2 separate regions of the Sus scrofa genome follow, and region 1 is linked to region 2. The links are chromatin contacts, called in public Hi-C maps. All regions are on one chromosome and are shown on one strand. Each heading gives the region's core, a stretch centred on a gene start, on an enhancer-like site or on the middle of the called end of the contact. The rest is flanking DNA. Distances are from core to core; before and after follow the strand shown.

Region 1 (3,878 bases), core at 1,174-3,673, 110 kb after region 2:
GGCCTTAAAAAAAGACAGGAGAAAAAAAAAGGGCATATGGAAATTTTTTTTATGCCCACACCCAGGGCATATGGGTTCCTGGGCCGGGGATTAAATCTGAGCCACAGTACTGGATTTTTTGTGTGTGTGTGTGTGTGTTTCTGCCATTTTCTTGGGCCACTCCCGCGGCATATGGAGGTTCCCAGGCTAGGGGTTGAATCAGAGCTGTAGCTGCTGGCCTACGCCAGAGCCACAGCAACACGGGATCTGAGCCGAATCTTCAACCTGCACCAGAGTTCACGGCAATGCCGGATCCTTAACCCACTGAGCAATGCCAGGGATCGAACCCACAACCTTATGGTTCCTAATTGGATTCGTTAACCACTGAGCCATGACGGGAACTCCAATACTGGATCTTTTAACCCACTGCTCTGGGCCAGATATCAAACCCTCACCTCGTGGGCTGCTACTCAGGTTCTCAACCCACTGTGCCACAGTGGGAACTCCTGGGAATCTTTTTAATCTATCCATTGCCCTCTAACCCAACTCCTGCTGCCTAAGTTCAGGTTCTACTGAATCTTGCCTGGAATTTTTTTTCCCACTTTTTAGGGCCACACCCAAGGCATATGGAGGTTCCCAGGCTAGGGGTCATATCAGAGCTACAGCTGCAGGCCTACCCACAGCCACAGCAATGCAGGATCCAAGCCGTTTCTGCGACCTACACCACAGGTCTCAGCAACACTAGATCCTTAACCGCTAAGTGGGCCAGGGATAAAACCCGAAACCTCATGGTTCCTAGTCAGATTCACTTTCGCTGCACCACGACGGGAACGCCTTACCTGGAATATTGATCTGGCCTCCTCACTGGCCTCCCAGGCCCCAGCCCTGGGTCTCTCCTGTGCACTCTGCACACTATTTCTAGACAGATCTTTCTGATGGGGAACTCTGAACTTTTCAATGACGTGTTTTTGCTGCCAGGATAAAGTCCAAACTTCCCATCATACATTCAAGTCTCCTGCTTATCTCTGTCCTCTTTCAGAGCTTCAGCCAAAACAAACTCGTCTTTATGCTAGAATGTTCCATTTGATCTCTCACTGCTAGGTCTTGGTATTTTTAATTTTATGCCTAGAACACTCACCTCCACACACTTTGCCTGACTCACTGTACACGGCAGCTCTTAATTTTTTGTTTTATTTATTTATGTATTTATCTTTTTTTAGGGCCTCACCTGCGGCACATGGAAATTCCCAGGCTAGGGGTCAAATCGGAACTGCAGCTGCAGGCCTTCACCACAGCCACAGGGATGGAGGATCCTTACCAACTGAGTGAGGCCAGGGATTGAACTTGCATCTCATGGATACCAGTCTGGCTCTTAACCAGCTGAGCCACAGTGGGAACGACCCCACTCCCTTTTTTTGGTACACCCATGGCATGTGGAAATTCCCAGGCCTGCTATCGAACCCATACCCATACCACAGCAGTGACCTGAGCCTCTGCAATGACAACACTGGATGATTAACCCGCTGTGCCACAAGTGAACTCCACTGCAGGTCTTAGTTTTTTTTTTTTTTTTTTTTTGTCTTTTTTTTTGTCTTTTTTTTTGCTATTTCTTGGGCCGCTCCCGCGGCATATGGAGGTTCCCAGGCTAGGGGTCGAATCGGAGCCGTGGCCACCGGCCTACACCAGAGCCACAGCAATGCAGGATCCGAGCCGCGTCTGCAACCTACACCACAGCTCACAGCAACGCCGGATCGTTAACCCACTGAGCAAGGGCAGGGACCAAACCCGCAACCTCATGGTTCCTAGTCGGATTCGTTAACTACTGCGCCACTACGGGAACTCCAGGTCTTAGTTTTGATACCACCTCTTCTAGGAATCCTCTGAGCCCTCCAAACTGGGTGAGAGCCCCTTCCGGGGGCCCCCATGGCATTGGGGCACCCGCCATCATAGCACTGCCCACGTTCTCCTATGACAGATCACCCGGTGACTGGCATCACCCAGTAGAACTGTGAGACCCAAGGGCTGGGACATGCCCCGTTCGTCTCCGGTCCCTGATCTAGCTTGAAGCTTCACACCTGCTAGGTGCCCAATGAATGTTTGTTGTATAAACAAGTATGGGTGGATGAGAATGAAGGAATGAGGAGGAGGCATGGCGTGGGGAGGAAGGGCCTCTGCCAAGGGTCCTGATTTCAGAAGGGGCAGGGAGAGGCAAACCAGGCCCAGAGCCCCTTCTGCTCCCTTGCCAACGCTACCTACCTTATTGCGGGAAAAGTGGCCACCACGAGGCCCGGCTGGGGGCCCGACTGGCAGGGGAGGTTCCAGGGGTAACAGACTCCGACAGAAAAGAGTTTATATCGGTCCAAGTCCACGTTCACGTTCTCTGTGCAATGTGTGGGGTGGGTGTGGGGAAAGAGTAGCCGGGATTCCGTGTGTTGGTCAGTAACGGTGAAAGCAGGGCACCCTGCATCTCCTACTCTCGCCACAGGGTGGCAGTTCACGCCTGCAAACCTCTCACGTGGGCGCTGCCGCCATTGCGCCACCTGGTGGCCATACATTTTCCAATTGTTCCGTAGGAAATGATTTTTTAAGTATGAAGAATCGCAAAAGAACACATGCAGCAAACATAAATTTGCGGCATTTTTAGTACTATTATTTATTGTCTTCGTGGTTAACTATTATTTTCCCCATTTTTAAAGTTTTATTGAAGCATAGTTGATTTAAAATTTGCAGCTTTTAGCATCAACAGTCTAAAGTCTTTTTCCTGGAGGCTGAGAATCTCATCACTTTAGCTGGTTTTCTGGGGTTTTTCCTTTCTCCCTCATCTGAGTTATAGTTCTCTGTCTTCATTTTTAGAGCTTTTTGGTGTGGTAACCTTTTTACAGATAGTCATTACTCATTATTACCTTACACCAGCCAGAATGGCCATCATCAAAAAGTCTACAAACAATAAGGACTGGAGAGGGTGTGGAGAAAAAGGAATCCTATTACACTGTTGGTGGGATTGTAAATTGGTGCAACCACTGTGGAAAACAGTATGGAGATTCCTCAGAAAGCTAAACATAGAACTACCACTTGATCCAGCAATCCCACCCTAGGCATCTATCCAGAGAAAACCACAACTTGCAAAGGCACATGTACTCTGATGTTCATTGCAGCACTATTTACAATAGCCAAGACTTGGAAACAACAACCTAAATATCCATCGACAGAGGAGTGGATCAGGATGTGGTACATATACACACTGGAATATTACTCAGCCATTAAAATGAATGAAATGCCAGCATTTTTAGCAACATGGATGGACCTAGAAATTATCATACCAAGTGAAGTCAGCCATACAATGAGACACCAACATCAAATGCTTTCACTGACATGTGGAATCTGAAAAAAGGACACAAGGAACTTCTTTGCAGAACCGATGCTGACTCACAGACATTGAAAAACTTATGGTCTCCAGAGGAGATAGTTTGGGGGGTGGGGAAATGTGCTTGGGTTATGGGATAGAAATCCTGTGAATGATCATTATACAACTACAGATGTGATAAATTCATTTGAGTAATAAAAAAAAAAAGAAAAAAAAGTATCAAGGGACAGTTCTCCAAATAAAGTGTGACTATGGGCAATCAAAAATTATAGCTGTTCACCATAACGTTCAAGTTAGCTCTAGCTTGAAAATTAGGCAAATTAGAGAGACAAAAAAATAGCTGACATTGGATAACTTAGAAAATCAGAACTAGCTTTAGGAGACTTTGGCCATGTAATGTATGTCTTCTCGATTATGATAAATGTCTAAATAAAAAGTGAAAATTTAGTTAGAGTTGTAGCCTCTCTTACTTCTGTTGGCCGCCCCCCTTGTGGCTGATGTACGTATGGCTGGGGGGGGGTGCTTGCTGTAGGCT
Region 2 (3,654 bases), core at 382-2,881:
CCCACTCCTTGGTCCTGTCCTCGACCCCACCCCTAGGCCTTGGGAAGCTGCCGCCCGCCAGGCCCCCCTCCCTCCCTCCCCCGCAGGCTCCACCCCTCTGGACTTGTTCAAGTTCTACGTGGAGGAGTTGAAGGCACGATTCCATGATGAGAAGAAGATCATTAAGGACATCCTTAAGGTGAGGGAGGCCTGGGGTCGTGGGTGGTTGCAGGCTGGGTGCAGGGCGGGCGTCCAGGACAGGACTCCCTTCTAAGTCCTGTTGTGCTGAAGCGTTTTGCCCCGCATTTTGCTGGGCTCAAGGGATAGCTACTGTCATCTTTTACTGTGCACTGGGGACACAGAAATGAGGAAGATCCAGTTCGAGCTCTGGTCTCAGTAGGAAGATAGACGTGACAGTGGCTGTGGAGTGGGGCGAGTGCTCTTAGAGAGGCGAGAGTCGGAGGAGTTGCCATTTGAACTGCGCCTCTTAGAAGGAGTAGGCGGGGGAGGGTGGATGTCCTGGGCACAGGCTACTACAGGAGCAAAGGCCCAGGGGTTGGCAGGGCACGGCGCGATTGAGGGGCAAGAAGCACAGCTCATCGTAAACTGGTAGCCCCCAGATATGTTCCCTCCTGTACAGTGTTTTAGAAAAATCTGGATTTTTTTGCTAACTTTAAAATCAAGAGATTACAGTTAAAATCTAGATCTCAGCTTCTCTCGGAAGTTTGCATTACCTAGCGGCACTAGGCTGCTCTTGGAGGCATTCAGTGGACGTGAGCTCAGATGCTAGTGCCTTCTAGAAGGGGCACGTCATCCTTATCGCTCCCTATCACCTCCCTGACATGGGAGCGAGGTTACTTGCTGTTTACTGTCATGTGTGCACATTGAATTCTCAGTATCCACGTCTATCAAAGGGGAAAAGTGAGTGATGGACCAGGCGAGCCCTGTTTCAGAAAAGGATAAAGAGAAGCCTTTTTCTCTGGAAACGAGCATTCTGATGCGTTTGAGGCCGCAGCATAGCACAGTGGTTGGGAGCAGGGCTGGAAGGCTGTGGGGGTAAAAGTCCAGCACGCCACTTACAGGTGTGTGGCCTCGAGCAGGTTACTGAAAAATGGGGAGCATTCCCCCAGACTGCACCTTGTTACCAGGGGGAGTGACTTGGTACCTGAGGTGAGGAGGATCTGAGAATTAAGCTAGAAATGTCCCACTCCACACACATTTCTTTGAAGCCCTGTGTTTTGCCTCAAAAATTCATGCAGGTGTTGCATTTTAATACCATAATAATTCTCCGTTTAACATAGACTTAATATTTTAAAATTGCTTACCATTAGGTAAGAGGTATCTTACTGTCCTGTGGCTTCCTCTATTTCTCTGGAACCACATGCCCCAGTTGGGAAGGAGAACCCTGTATGTAAAATCCCTTGAATGCTAAAATAAGGCATTTGGGTTTTTATCTTGTAAGTAATGGGGAGCAAGGGAGTGATATGATCGGCTGATGTCTTGGAAAAGCCTGAGTGATGCTGTAGAGCCGCGCTCACAGCCAGGATGCTTGTGTGCTTAGAGACGGGGGCGGGGGGCAGGAAGATAGGACTTAAGGATTCTAGAAGTGATAGTGGCCAGTGGCTCATAAATTCTGGGCTTGTGTCATGCTCTTCTGACTCACCCCCAGAGTGAGTCATGGCCCCTGCTGTTGGGGCCATTTGGTGGGAAAGTCTGGGCAGCCCTGGACTCTCCAGGCAGGGTTAGAAGCATGGGGGGTGAGCAAGGAGACCAGGTGGGAGCTGCTGCCGTGATCCAGGTGGGAGTGAGCTCGGGGGGGTGCAGTGGGGATGGCTGGTGAGCAGAGCCGTGGTGTTCCGGCTGTTCCTGAAACTCCTAGGTTTCCCCAGAGGTGCCTTGGGCTGAGCGGGTGTTGGGGGTGCGGTGGGGGGAGGGCCTCATCCTCCCTCCTCTACGGTCAGTTGCAACAGCATTGTTTCTCTTTTATACATTGAGGTTCTACATAAGATTTTTATTGAAATAGATGTTTTTGCTGTTTAAAAAAAAAAAAAATGAAAGTTTAAAACCAGTAGGCTAGAGTCACTCAGAGGTAGAATTGACAGGTTTTTGTGTGTGTGAAATCCAGGGAAGAAAGGAGTCAGAGATGTGGGAGTGGATTGATGGCACCATTGATAAGGATTAGGTGGGAAGAACAGGGCTGGAGAAAATAGGAATTCCATTTGTGGAATTTTTCTCAAAAGCAACCTAGGGCAGGGAAGAATAAAGCAAATACCAGGTTTTAAATAGGATAATCAGGAGTTCTCTAGTGGCACAGCGGGTTAAGGATCTGATGTCACTGTAGTGGCTCAGGTTGCAGCTGTGGCACGGGTTCCATCCCTGGCCTGTAAACTTACACATAATGCAGGCATGGCCAAAAATATAATAAGATGATCATATAAAGTAGAAATATCTAATTCCAGGAGAGCCAAATTTTATCAGACACTTTGAGCTGCAGAGAGGCTGGTACTGCTGACAGGCTTGTGGGTGTTCTGTCCTTGCTGAGTCCTGTCTCTCCACACCTCCTGAGAAAGAATCTTCTTTAAACAGCTCCCCTTCTGTTCCTTCCTGTGGAAGGCCGCTGAGCCCAGGAGTCCCTGTGGCCATCCACCAGCCAGGCAGACTGTGATAGCTCCTTACATCCTTTAGGATAATACAGAGTCCTGGACTTGGAACAGCTGGGAGCCAGAAGATCCAGGCCTGGGGGATGCATAGGAGTGGGTGTGGGGCGTGGGGCTCATGGCAAACAAGGATCTTAGGATCTGCTGAATTTGAAGTGTCTGTGAAATATCCAGTCTCTCATGGGTCTGAAAATCAGCAGAGGGGCAGAGGGACAGGGAGGTTGCTCGGGACAGTGTGGATTGAAAAGACAAACTGCTGTCCTCAGGGGAACAAGCACGCACAGGAGAGGTAAAAGAGGTCAGAGGGACAGGAGGGGACCCTGGAGAGGAGGGCACTGAAGAAGGGAACAGCTGATTGCTGGGCACCAGAAGAGCAAGGACAGAGAGGGGGGTCCCTGGAGTTGACTCTCAGGACATGAGCAACCTCTAGGAGAGCAGTGTCCGTGAAGACAGTGGAGTGTGTGTAGCACAGGCTTTAGAGGTGGTAACTCCTGGCTATTCATTGAGACTTCAGCAAGGTTTTTTGTTTTTTTTTTGTTTTTTTTTGTCTTTTTGCCTTTTTGCCTTTTCTTGAGCCGCTCCCGTGGCATGTGGAGGTTCCCAGGCTAGGGGTCTAATCACCGGCCAATCCAGAGCCACAGCAGCACGGGATCCGAGCTGCGTCTTCAACCCACACCACAGCTCACAGCAACACCAAATCCTTAACCCACTGAGCAAGGCCAGGGATCGAACCCGCAACCTCATGGTTCTTAGTCGGATTCATTAACCAGTGCGCCACAACGGGAACTCTGAGACCTCAGCAAGTTGTATAAAGTCTCTGAGCCTCAGTTTCCTCCTCTGTAAAGTAGGGATAATATGTGTGAAGGTCATGAGATTTAAATAATATTTGTAGTGTCTTGCTTATGATAGGCCAATAAATGTTTTCCTTTGTGCTGCATTTAAAGATTTTGAAACAAAGGTGAAGCAGCAGAGGTTGTAAGCTTGAAGGTGAGAGCAGGGTGGAAAGGGTGTTCCAGGT

Evidence for each region. A called contact is a pair of places that touch in the nucleus more often than the background predicts.
Region 1: a contact with region 2 is called in a Hi-C map of alveolar macrophages, with 2.9 times the contacts expected there. The contact joins two enhancer-like sites. A contact is called at or near these places in 1 of 5 promoter capture datasets (fetal liver), 14 of 47 Hi-C or Micro-C datasets (alveolar macrophages, blood, brain and 10 more) and 2 of 2 datasets of contacts at active chromatin or transcription factors (alveolar macrophages and skeletal muscle).

What each region holds. Positions count from the first base shown.
Region 1 is chr5:15,697,113-15,700,990 of Sscrofa11.1, forward strand. No RefSeq gene overlaps it. Among named protein-coding and RNA genes, the nearest start is that of TMBIM6, 25 kb to the left of the region's middle. Within about 2 kb of position 2,424, at least 15 of the 83 cell types and tissues checked have an H3K27ac peak or open chromatin away from gene starts, as enhancers often do. A contact at or near this core is called in alveolar macrophages, where this site is marked.
Region 2 is chr5:15,584,935-15,588,588 of Sscrofa11.1, forward strand. PRPF40B (pre-mRNA-processing factor 40 homolog B) reads left to right here. Exons shown (of 25, transcript XM_021091619.1): 18 at 87-178. Among named protein-coding and RNA genes, the nearest start is that of FAM186B, 16 kb to the left of the region's middle. Within about 2 kb of position 1,632, at least 5 of the 83 cell types and tissues checked have an H3K27ac peak or open chromatin away from gene starts, as enhancers often do. A contact at or near this core is called in alveolar macrophages, where this site is marked.